Regions from separate parts of the Zea mays genome. Here all the other regions are linked to region 2. Evidence: chromatin contacts called from public Hi-C data. All regions are on one chromosome and are shown on one strand. The core of a region is the stretch at or near the end of the contact, and the rest is flanking DNA. Distances in the headings are between cores, read along the strand shown. Region 1 holds the start of LOC100272523 (GDT1-like protein 4). Region 2 holds the start of LOC100281931 (ATP-dependent Clp protease adaptor protein ClpS containing protein). Region 3 has its middle 14 kb from the start of LOC111591393.

What was found. A called contact is a pair of places that touch in the nucleus more often than the background predicts.
Region 1: a Hi-C map of tassel shows a contact between it and region 2, with 6 times the contacts expected there. The contact joins the promoter of LOC100272523 here to the promoter of LOC100281931 in region 2. A contact is called at or near these places in 2 of 25 Hi-C or Micro-C datasets (ear and tassel).
Region 3: a contact with region 2 is called in a Hi-C map of ear, with 5 times the contacts expected there. The contact joins the enhancer-like site here to the promoter of LOC100281931 in region 2. A contact is called at or near these places in 3 of 25 Hi-C or Micro-C datasets (ear, endosperm and tassel).

Annotation. Positions count from the first base shown.
Region 1 is chr4:85,976,914-85,981,022 of Zm-B73-REFERENCE-NAM-5.0, reverse strand. LOC100272523 (GDT1-like protein 4) reads left to right here and starts at 1,593. Exons shown (of 12, transcript NM_001365868.1): 1 at 1,593-1,835; 2 at 1,942-2,010; 3 at 2,815-2,874; 4 at 2,976-3,023; 5 at 3,816-3,904; 6 at 4,001-4,037. The coding sequence starts at 1,815. LOC103655381 reads right to left here and starts at 1,286. Exons shown (of 5, transcript XM_020552113.2): 1 at 1,178-1,286; 2 at 836-977; 3 at 393-532; 4 at 174-310; 5 at 1-80. The coding sequence starts at 1,286. LOC109946030 (a long non-coding RNA gene) reads left to right here and starts at 2,017. Exons shown (of 2, transcript XR_002269124.1): 1 at 2,017-2,285; 2 at 2,384-2,675.
Region 2 is chr4:85,711,452-85,715,249 of Zm-B73-REFERENCE-NAM-5.0, reverse strand. It overlaps LOC100281931 (ATP-dependent Clp protease adaptor protein ClpS containing protein), which reads left to right and starts at 1,404. Exons shown (of 3, transcript NM_001154850.1): 1 at 1,404-1,549; 2 at 2,792-2,939. The coding sequence starts at 1,477.
Region 3 is chr4:85,395,931-85,399,926 of Zm-B73-REFERENCE-NAM-5.0, reverse strand. No RefSeq gene overlaps it. Among protein-coding and RNA genes, the nearest start is that of LOC111591393, 14 kb to the right of the region's middle. Within about 2 kb of position 2,021, at least 18 of the 20 cell types and tissues checked have an H3K27ac peak or open chromatin away from gene starts, as enhancers often do. A contact at or near this core is called in ear, endosperm and tassel, where this site is marked.

The DNA.
Region 1 (4,109 bases), core at 344-2,843, 270 kb before region 2:
GCGTTAGCATCAAGCCCACGGGTCCGTCGAACGCTGACTGTTATCTTACGTGCTTCTAAAGCATCAACAAAGGCTTGGACCTAATTTGTAGTATAATAATGTAAATAAGATAAGTAACTGGTTACGAAATAATAGTTTATATTTGTTTATTATAGGACATAAAGCACACATACCACTTTTCTGTAAGGTCTCTTGTACTCGGAGCCTTCAATTGGGTTATAGGGAATCAGGTTCACATGGTAACCACCTCCACACATACGAAGTAGTTCTGCTAGCTCTACGGCATGCTCCTTTTCATCGTTAATCCCAGCTGGCCACGAAATCCACTCTAGCCATGTTAGTAATGTCGCTGAGTAATATTTTCTCCTGAAACAGATAGAATCATCTGATACCTAGCAGAGTGTACTCGAAGGATACCCTGCACCCAGTTTCAAGGAAGTAACTCTTGCAATCATCCATTAGTGCTCCCAAGGGGTAAGACTTGGTGCTAGGAACAATCGTCTCCCGCAGCTTCTGATTTGGGGCATGCAGACTGATTTCAAACACGACAGACTTGTCAACAACATATTACAGGGGGAAATGCTACATCTGCTTCTCGGTTCCTTATTATGTGTTGCTGCTCAACCAGAAGTTATGCAATCAAAGCCTTGAACCAATTATATTGTGGTGACCAGATATCATACTTAAGTGTATTAACAAATTACAAGCTAAAATAGGGCTCAGGTTTTGTGACCGGAGGATCTTCATAAGCAAAAAAATAAGAGGCCTGCAATATAGCATGGTGACTGACCGCCAGTGCTAATGGTATGTGATATTCAAATTCGTAATAACATACCTGACTGCCAGCGTTGACTGAAGCTTGTGAGATGCTAGCATTTTTATTGTATTTGGAACACCAACCGTAGATATTGTCATCATCCTTTGCCCAATTTTTAGTTCCTGACAGCATGAAATCCACACACTTGTTAAAGTTATAGCTTATATGGAGAGATACTTATGGTAAATTATCGCATCAAATTAATAGGATGAGAGGAATGTAGCCTAGTTACAAACACCTCCCCCGGCGAGCGCCTCCTTCCTCTCTCCCATGGGCCCACGCTCGAGCCGGGACCGCTTCGTCCACCGGCCGGTGCGCGCGCCATAAATTGATTCCACAAGCTTTGCGACTAGATCTGACGTTGGAGGCCACCACCGCCGCCTCCTCCCCGCGCCGCGGCCGCGGCAGTCGCCGCCGGGGCGGTCGTTTCCTCCCCGCGGCGGAGTGGAGGCTCCGCGCACAACCACATATACGGGGATGGAATAGAACGGAACGAAATTTTGCGGTGTCAACGTTGCCGACTCGCATGTGTTAGTTAAACAATGAGAAAAAAAAACAAGAGACAAGAAGGCCAAAACGAATCGACACGGACATGGCAAATGGTCTGCCATGCGCCGCCACCGCGCCACGGGCCACGCTCTCGCCTTCGCCCATTCCCGTCCGCTTCCCGAGGCCGCAGGATGCGGCATCGACGGCGCACGGCTCACAAGGATACCGGGCGCCGCCGGCCTCAGGTCACACCACACGAGCTCCGGTCACCTCCGATCCCGATACCGACCCAACCAACTCCCGACCCGTTTCCCAGTGAGCGCACCTGGCGCCGGCGCCTTTAAAAAAAAGGCGTCGCACGTGACGCCGACGCCCGTCCCGGATCCGACGGCCCCGCGCGCGCGTTCTCACCCGACCCTGCTCTTCGCCTCGGCTGCTCTACCAGTCTACCTCTACCCCGCGCCCCCTCCGAGATCGGAATCGCGGCGCCCCGCCGCCCTCCTCCGCCATGGCGCCGTCTCTGCTCGGGGTCACCTTTCCTCTTCCTCTCTCCCCTTCTTCTTCATTCAGGTGTGTTAATTAAGCAGAGGAAGTGGCTTGGCTTCTTGCTCATGGTTCTAGGTGCGTGCGTGCAGGGCTTCACCAAGTCGCTGGCCATGACGGTGCTCTCCGAGGTCGGGGACAAGACCTTCTTCGCCGCCGCGGTAGGCCTCCTTCCCCCATCCCCCTCACGTCGCCTGCTCTTGCTCCTGTCCTTTTGCTTGCCTTGCCTGCCTCTGCTTGCGTGCGCCGTTGCCCCGTGTGGTTGCGTAGACGGGCCGGGTGCACTCCCGCCAGATATTCGGCAGTATGCCGCCGCGGCGTGCCTCTTTGCTCGGCTGTTGGGTGGGAGGTAAATCGGTTCGGAGGACAATTTGCGGTGGCTCGATCCCGTCACGAGATCGTGCGGTAGCTGCAGATTCGCCGATAGAGCGAGCGGGTGAAGCGCCTTGCTGTCGAATTCTTGGCTCGATTCGCTTGTCTGTTTCTACTGCTGCTGAGCTGAGACGACTTTTTTTTATTAATTTTCTTATTAAGTAGTGACAAGCGAGCTGGTAGCTGTACTGCTGTAGATTGGGAGCTCGGATTTCTTTACGCTCCTCCGCCGGCCAAACTGATTGTGCGTTCGATTTGCTGCGGACACAAAATTTTCACCCAATTTCATCGTTGCGCGTGGGTTCCACGCATGTGGGCGTAGACTGTGCCTGCAGTTTCGTGTAGCTGATGCACTTGCCAAATTCGCGAACCTGCCATTTTGGTGCGGTCCTCTTCCACCAGAATTGTTTCAGCAGCGTACACCAGAATTGCGTCTTCGGAGGATGGGGGATTTGACAGGGTCTGGGCCTATCAAGACAAACATACCCCCTTTCTTTTCAATATTTTCGAATGCCTGCATTTACACGCTTCTTTTTTTTATGACCCTTGTTTCGAGCTCTGGAATTACTCATGCTCTATTTATTTTTTATTAGATATTGGCTATGCGCCATCCCAGGAAACTGGTCCTGGCAGGCTGTTTGACTGCACTAATAGTGAGTATATTCGAGATTTTACATGCTGACCTATGGTATCCTTTTTCTTTATCTGTTCATTTTTTAACAAATAGTTTAATTGATTTATTTACTAATTTTAGGTGATGACAGCTCTATCAGCTTCTCTAGGTTGGGTTGCACCAAATCTGGTAAGTTACTGTAATGACTTTTGGATGTTTACTATGTCAAGAAGGCAAAGAATTTATTTCTTTTGTGTGTCTCTGTTTGCTTTGAGGACTCAAGCATATGACACCAACATGGACATGGTTGTCAATGTATGCTATTTGAGGCATTCTCTATTCACTTTTAATTCGATCGAAAGACATACAATAATCAATCATGTGCTGATTGTATTGGCTTTGCATTAATCTGGTGCAGCTATAATCCTTTCATTGTATTCTTATTAAACTTCACAGCTATAATCCTTGCACATATCCACTATGGTAACAAAAATGCCCTTAAGTTATACTCCCTCCTTTCCAATTTATAATTCGTTTGACTTTTTTTACATCAATTTGACCAGCTCGTCTTATTCAAAAAATTTCCCAATTATTATTTACTATTACTATGATATCATTAAGCTTATAATATATTTTATGGCTTTGAATTTTTCATTTTTTTGCAATTTTTTTTAATAAGACGAGCCGGTCAAATTTGGTGTCAAAAAAAGTCAAACGAATTATAAATTGGAACAGAGGGAGTACATGGCAAGAAGATTTTAGTCAATGTGGCACACTTGTGAAGTATACAAACAATTATTTGCATTTTCCTCAACACTTGGGGGTGGACCTTAGTGCTAGCTGCACATTTTTTTTTATCATTTTTCTTGAACCATTCTATGGTTTCTAATTTTGCTTTTAGCTTATAGCGCGATTGCCTTGCCCAAAAGAATGCCTGACAGTTCTGCAAAATGCTATGACTGACTGTATTATGTTAAACAGATTTCACGTAAATGGACTCATCATGTGACCACTCTATTGTTCTTTGTATTTGGTATTTGGTCATTGTGGGAAGGCTTCAAGGAAGATGGGTATTGCTCTTCTGTTGCTCTTCAATTAACTTTTTGTGCTATGTGTTTTGGTCTTTTCGTTATCGACTTGGCTAAGCGATGCAACTGTCATTTCAGAGATTCAGAAGAATTGGCTGAAGTTGAAGCAGAGCTGGTTGGCAAACTCCATCATTATATTATGTTATTTTATGCACTGCATTTTAGATTACTTATTGGCAAGTTCCAC
Region 2 (3,798 bases), core at 155-2,654:
AATGTATGATAGAATTTAATTTCATGTTGCTTTCAATATCAATATAGATCTATATATATATATGTTTGTGTGTGTGTAAATAAATATATATATAATTCAGTATTGTTTGAAATTTTGAAAAAAGGCGGGAAAACTTCCACTGGCGGCTGAATAAAGAAAACCGCCAGTGAAAAGTGCATTTCCACTGGCGGTTTGCTTTATAAAACCGCCAGTGGAAATGCATTTTCACTGGCGGTTTTCTTTATTCAGCCGCCAGTGGAAATGCACTTTTCACTGGCGGTTCCTTAAGAAAACCGCCAGTGAAAATGCACTTTTCACTGGCGGTTCCAAAATAACCGTCAGTGGAAATGCTGATTTCCACTGACCCCTAGCACTGGCGGTACTGAAAAACGCCAGTGTAAATATGTTTAGAACCGCCACTATAGAGCTTCTGTGTACTAGTGTTAATCTCATACTGGACAATCCATAAATGGCCTAGGTCCTTTAATGATTATATTTAACATAATATATTCTAAAAATCCTAGAAGTAATTACATTAGAGCAGCCCCAACCCTCCATGTCATCTAGTTTTTATATCATTAGTTTAGCTGCCACATAAACAATTTGGTGACATGACAAGGAAATTAATGAAAAAGAGGAGGAAACATATTCCCGCATGAGAAATTAGGTCTACACGCGCAACGAAGACCCACTATTTTGGCATTGGGGACGAGCACCCCGTTTCCATCTGTGGAGCCCACACGCCACACTCTTTCATAGGTCGCAGCTCACTGGTGGCACCGTCGCGTCCACATTTATTACGGTAGCACAACAAAAAATTAATGTTGGAACTTATAGTTTATATAAGTAATTTCTTAGTGAGGTGGCAGCTATAGAAATCACTTGGTAATTTTTAGGTTGTGACTGCCCTTAAGAACGAATGGAGTACTAGAATTTGAGAGTAACCAATGCAATCAAATTAATTGAGTGCAACAAACTACAATGAAACATTGTCTCACATTTAAATTTCATTAAAAACATATCTCAATGAGTTGTTTTCCATAAAATTTTAACAAATAACTTTATGAGTTTGAAAATTATTTGGATTTAATAAAATCCTTCTACATAAAGGAGTAACCAAAGTCCAAAGGACGATGAAACGAAAACCCCATTCGGCCATTGGAAGCTAGGGCTGTCGGTCTATTCCAGCCTCCACCAATTCCGAAGGGCACAATGGTAATTGAACCAAGGGCTTCCTCAAGTTTAGTGTTGGAACGGAGAAAAAAATCTGTAGAGATCAGTGGCCCAGAGGCCGGGACTGGGAACAGGTGGCGCTCCCGCAATCCCGCAGCGCCTACCAAACTACTGGGCCACAAATAATAGGGTCCCTACAAACCGCACGTCGACCGGCCCACGGAGCATCACCACCGCGGCAGCTAATCTCGGCCCCAAGATTCAGAATCACCGAGGCGCGGCGAGGCGACGGCGGTTGGCGACATGATGGCCTCGGTGCCCAGCCGTGTTGCGCTCTCCGCGGCGAGCCGCCTCCCGAATCTCCACGCCGTGGCAGGTTGTTCGTCTCCCTCGCTCCCGGTTCTGGCTCCCGTTTGCCAATTTGTTGGAATTTGGATGCGATTTTGTGAGTACGTAGTTACTAGTACTCTTTAGTACCTTTCAGTGGATAAGGTCGATGGGGCAAGTAGGATGCGTGCTGTCCACGGTGTTTCTGTGGAGGTAGAATTGTGGGGGATCCCACGGAGTATGAGAGCAGACAAGTACTCTTCCGCTTTTGCAATGGTTTTACGGTTACTGCCACCGCACATCTCATCTTGGAGTTGATTTTATTTGAGATTATGTTTGGTTGCTTGTATGTGAGAGTCACAATCTGCATAGGTGTATACAAAATAAGCTATTTTGATGTTATTAATCTGCATCTACATATACGCTCAAAATTATCGTATGTAGCTAGACAAGGCGGTGCCATCCAATCAAACTGATTGTGAACAGAGAATCCTTCTGTTTCCTGCTATGAAATGGCCGCCTTGTGTTGGCTAGAGGGCGAGGACCTGATGTGTGGTGAAATTGTTGCGTCTGTTCTAGTTAGTTGCAAGAACTAGTGTGCATGGTGAAGGTTAGGTGGTTCACTTCATTGGCATTTTCAATCAGCTATCTGTTAGTTTCTTGTTTTATTGCTTCAGTATGCCTTATTCATGGACTGTGTTTTGCACTACAGCTCTTCCCATTCTTTTAGTCCAGATAAATACATATTAACAACCGATTCCAACTACTCGTCTGCAACGGTAGTACACTAGCAATTGGGATATTGCCCAGTTGGTCCATTTACAGGAAAATAAATAGTCTGCAACGAAAGCTGAAATTTAAGACACACTTTATACTACTATTAAAGTAATATATGTGTTGCAGCTGCCTGCCATTCTCCACGGATGCATTATTCCTTGCTGGCCGTTACTAGTTGCTGATTATTCTTGATGTTCTTGAAAATCCCAAATGACTAAGATGATGATTGAATCCACCATATCATACCCTGACTTGAAATGCTTAGGAAATCTTGCTCTATCACCAACTAATCCTCAACCTTATAGTCCTGTTCAGCATGATCATGAGGCTATTACTCCACTTTTTTTCATATTGTTTTCAGCCTGGAGGCACAAATGTGCTATCTAGAACTGTGCTAACTATACGGTGACTTCAAATTTACATGGAAATACTGTTTGTCATGTCATAGGTCCATGATTACTCTTGCAGACTTGCTGGTATAACCTTTCGTGTCGATTTTCTTCATATTGTGCAGGAGATAGATCTTTCATTTACAAGAGAAGATGTCCAAGTCTTTCAATTCCTATGGCTCTGTCAGCAGCTGCGCCAGGCAAAGGTGGCGGTGTGCTTGATCGGCCAGTAGAGAAAATTACTCCTGGTCGTCAGTCCGAATTTGATGTGAAGTAAGTGTTATACACTATCACCTCTGTTTCAATTCCTAGTAAGTGTAACCTCCAGAACTGCGGGGATATGAGTTTTGTGTTTTCTGAATTACGGTCTTAGTTTGAAACAGCTGATCAATCACAAATACACCATTAAGTGGTTTCAAACAGATACAGAAGTTGTCAACTACTCTGCATTCGTTTCACTGTTGTTACTGGAAGAACACTTAAAATTTATTCGTGCACAAAAAGAATAACTGAAATATTCCATAGACACTGAAGGATCAGGAGTACTTCCAACTGAACTTGATGGCTGCACATCTATTTTCTTATTGCCATGTGCAAGTTCCTTCGCTTTTCCAGAATCTTGTTTTTTTATGTTCCCGTTGTCAACTGGGCCGCATCATAGAATCAACTGCAATGCTATTTTTTTTATTCTGTTTTGCTATGGAGGGGGAAATTTCTGGGACAGCTAGTACCTAACTACCTATTGCCACAATTGGTAGGTATATGGTTGCTTTTAGTTTAGAGTGTTCTTACGCTTAGCTGTGTAGTTTTAATGTTGTGTGTCAGCAGGTGGCCTTCTCATTTAAATTTTACTATGTAAAAGAGGCTTTAAGCTTCACTTCCAGAGTTACATTACATATTGCATTCCTCCATGTGTGAGCATCAGTGAATAAATTGGCTAGTGTTGGAGTATGCCTAGTTCATTTCAATGCTAGGATTAATGAATGGTGCAGCATTACAGCCAGTTCTTAATGATCGAACTAGGATGTTTACTGCTGTTAGATTTCTTTTTCTCCTATAAACTCTGTAGTTCATGGTGGTTTACCAGGAATATCAGCTCATAGAACTCTAGAAATATTTATTTTAGTAGGCC
Region 3 (3,996 bases), core at 772-3,271, 320 kb after region 2:
GTCTTCAATGTAATGTGACTTGGAAACAGTTTAGAGCTCGTTACTATACTCGTTACTATACTCACATAAGCAAAAATAAAAATAAAAATAAAACATGTAGACAAGTTTAGAGCTCGTTAGTCGTTACTATATACTCCTTCTAAATGCAGATACCGTCTCCACTCCCACTCACCCGGGCAGACGCAGGTGTGTCGTAGAAATGCATGTTATTGACTGGCAGGACGCCGCCCGCCGGGATCGCGCGCGGCGCCGCACTTTAGCTTGGTTGCCATACATGAATGGACGCTTGTGGCCAGATGGCGAGCTGTTGAGTGCTGATGCCTGATGCGCCTGTTATTTGGCCGTCGACCATGCATTATGGGATCGATCGATCGAGGGACAGACAGGTCCAAGAATCGATTCTTTAATTCGTGCCCACTGCACGCGTACGTTTCGGTCGACGACGACGGACTTTGTGAAAGTACACACGACTAGCTTCGCTTATGATTCTGCTTCTTCTTCTTCTGGATTTGTCACCACGTAGCTAGCTGAGAGAGAACACTCCACGCGTGTGTCCAATAACCATAGCGATCTGCAGTATCATCATCATCATGCCTCGCGGGATCGGGTTTTCGGAACGCGCTAGCTTCTGCGTCCGTCGCCGTCTGTCAAAAACGATGCTGCCTTTGCATCGCATGCAGTGTCGACAGCAAGCCCCCAGTCGTGTCCAGTCCAGGTGTGTGGCGGAGTACCAATAATGCTCGTGCCCCTGGGGACCCGTACACGTACTCCATCCACCACCACCACATCGATCGATCCGGAGTCTTAGAACTTGAGCGCGTCCCAAAAGGTCCAAAAGTGCAAGAGCTAGCGCGCACGCCTTTTGTCTGCAACCACGCCGGCCGGGTCTCCGAGGTAAAGCTACAGTATTGCTGTGCTGCTGGCCGCGGGCCGGCGGCGTCGCGTCACCGTCGGTCTTCGTCGCGCGCGCTCAGCGAAATCGGTCCAGTGACGAGTACAAATGTGACAGGGCGGCCGCTGCGAGCGAGCGAGTGAGTGCAGCAGTCGTAGGCAAGGCAGCAGAGACGAGACGACGGGCAACCAACGACGTATGACACGGCGGGTCGGTCATCATGCATGCATGCATGCATGCATGGCCTCTGTCGATCGCTACGATACGATGTCGTCCTTCCGCCACGCGGAACACATGCGCATATATTATGCGTTGTACTCTCATGCACGGGACGCCAGGTTGCGGTCCCCCTCGAGTGATCGAGCGAGCGATTCATGTACGAACGGGGGTAGGGGTAGTACGTAGTAGTCGTCGTAGGCCGGAGGGAGGGAGGGAGGACGACGACGACGCAACGGCACACGGCAGCATGCATGCATGCATGTCATGTCTGGAAAAGCGGAAAGGCGAGACGAGGAGCAAGAAAGAGCACGCGCGCATTTGTGTGTCGTTCTGGACACGTACGTACGGACGTTTACTCTCCGGCGGGCGGCGGCAACCGGCCAGGAGTAGCTAGCTACTATATATCTCGTGTTGCTGGACGTGCGTGGATGTATACGGGCGCTGGTGACCAACTCGCTCGAGGCGCCAAAGAGAATGACACTAGCTCCACTCTCGTTAAGCTCTCTATTAATTACTGAAAAACACTCTGCTCGACACTGCATGCAACGGAATATATAAGCAATCACTGCCGGTCGGTCAGTTTACTTTGAAATTAATCAACACTACTGATGACATAACATACAGTATAACACTACCAGCTAGTTTGTGCCTTTAACCAACAATGATAGTGGTGGAATCAAGAGTAATAGGTACTAGGCTTTTAGTGACAGTATTACGATGAGATATTAACGCCAGCCAACAATATTGCTGATACTCGATGGGCTTAAAACTCTCCATGTGCATGCTGAGAAATCCACCTTCTCTCCTCTCGTCCCACCACACGCCACGTCCTCCTTTGGTCTCCCCCACCACATAATTAGGCCCATGCTCTAAAGCGTGTGGGCCCTATTGACGCTCCTCGTCCTCTCTTTCTCCATGGGCTTATTATGGGCCTTGGCGATGCTGCTCCCTGCAGCATGCGGTGGGCCTGGGTGCCAGTGCTACTGGTCCTAGCTCAGAACTACTGCGCGCGGCAGTACTGACTTGATCTGTGATTTGTTCTTCCTCCATGATTCATTTTCTGATTTGATCTATGATTTCTTCGTCCTCTGGTTCGATTTCTGATTTGATCTATGGTTTCTTCGTCCTCTGATTGGATCTATGATGTGACTGTTAAGTAACCCTAGTTAGGGTTATGTGGGCAAATACCGACTTTGCCCCTGAGGGGTCTCACATCTCTATATAAGGAACATGTACACCCCCTCATAATACAGAGAAGAGAAAGAGGCCAGAGGCCCAACCCTACATCATGTGTCTCGTGTGCTATCTGTCGTGCTTATGGGAAGGGATACGGGTCATCCACATCTTCTCGCGCCTAATCTGCTGACGGGAGGTAAGGGAGCGGATCTGGTGATCCGTGGTAACGTAGTTCTCAACACGTTATCAGCACGCTCTACCTCAACGTTGCTGCGGGATCAGATCTACATCAAATCTCCGTCACGCCGGCAGGTCTCTCGGCCTAGCCGAACTGTCCTACGCGACAGACTTCGATTCTCCTCGACGCAATCGAGTGGTATGTATTTCTAGTAGAGTGAATCTATTGTTCACGTTGAGGATCGAAGAAGAGAATCTCGTACTCCGATTAACAAAAAAAGCCGACCACCGTGTGCCAGCAGCTACGCCCGAGCCATAGTCGCACCGTGCCCCGGAGGCCGGTGCTACGCTGGCAGCTCCGCCCGCGTCGGAACCCATGTCGCGCTCGCGCCGGAAGCCACGTCTCACCCACGCCGGAGCTGTGTCGCTGCCAGTGGCGCGCCCTTAAATAGTCAGGCCCGCGCCCACGTCGAAACAGCACCTCACCGCGCTAGAGGTCACGCCAGGTGTCGCACCTGAGCCGGGCAGCACCAGCGACCGTCTGCCAGTCTCGCCCCTCTTCCTTGCGTGGAGACGCGGTCGAGAGGAGCAGTCGCGCCACCCATCCGTTTTCCCAGGCGCAGATGGTTGAGAAAAAAAACGGTCTCATCCGCGTTCCCACCCAGAAAAACTGGATCTTGACTCAGCGAGCATGCAGAGATTTGGTCGACACTTCTTTCGGCTCCCTCTATTAATAAGTAGTGCGACGGAGCAAAGAAATAAATAAAGAAAATGGCTGCCTTAGCTGGTTGGTTGAATAATTAAAAAAGGCCCCACCGTGCATGCCGCCAATCGTGCATGATGGATAGGGCTAGGCAGTTACGACGCCTACTGGCTTGATTCCTCTCTTATCGCAAGTGTTTGACTGATTAGTACTCAAAGAATGAAAGGAAAAATACTTTTCTTTTATACAGTTTTTCCTATATTTTATAGGAATAAATTTCTGTTGAATTAATACAGTTTTAAGTTGCATGCATGCTTCTATGTAGTAATATCTACCCTAAGCAATTATTTCCTATCGCAAATAATTTGTAAAAAAAATACATGCTTAAATATGGAAAAATGCCTTTTACACATGATGTGTTATGTTTGTGTATTAATTATGGTGTTCATTTTTTCTACATTAATAATTATTTCTCGTAGTAAATAATTAGCAGAAAATTATTAAAATATGTGTGTAGACTATACTGCACAGACTCAAATCGCTCTAAATATTTATGATGTCTTGAGCTTTTGGACTCACGTCGAGCGATTAAATTGTACAATGGGTACTCAGACACACCGATCAGGCTGCGTTAGTAATCGGCTGAGTTATGGCATTAGCTGAATATTGACTGCGCCCTGGCAACACGACGCAATATTTGTGTCGTTCGAACTTGGCTGCATCCTGTGATTGCTATGTCGTGCTCTCCATTAATCGGATCGCTCCCGTTGAGTCGAATCGCCATCATTGAGCCGCGTATTTTTTTGCATGCCCCGTAGGCAATGTCTGT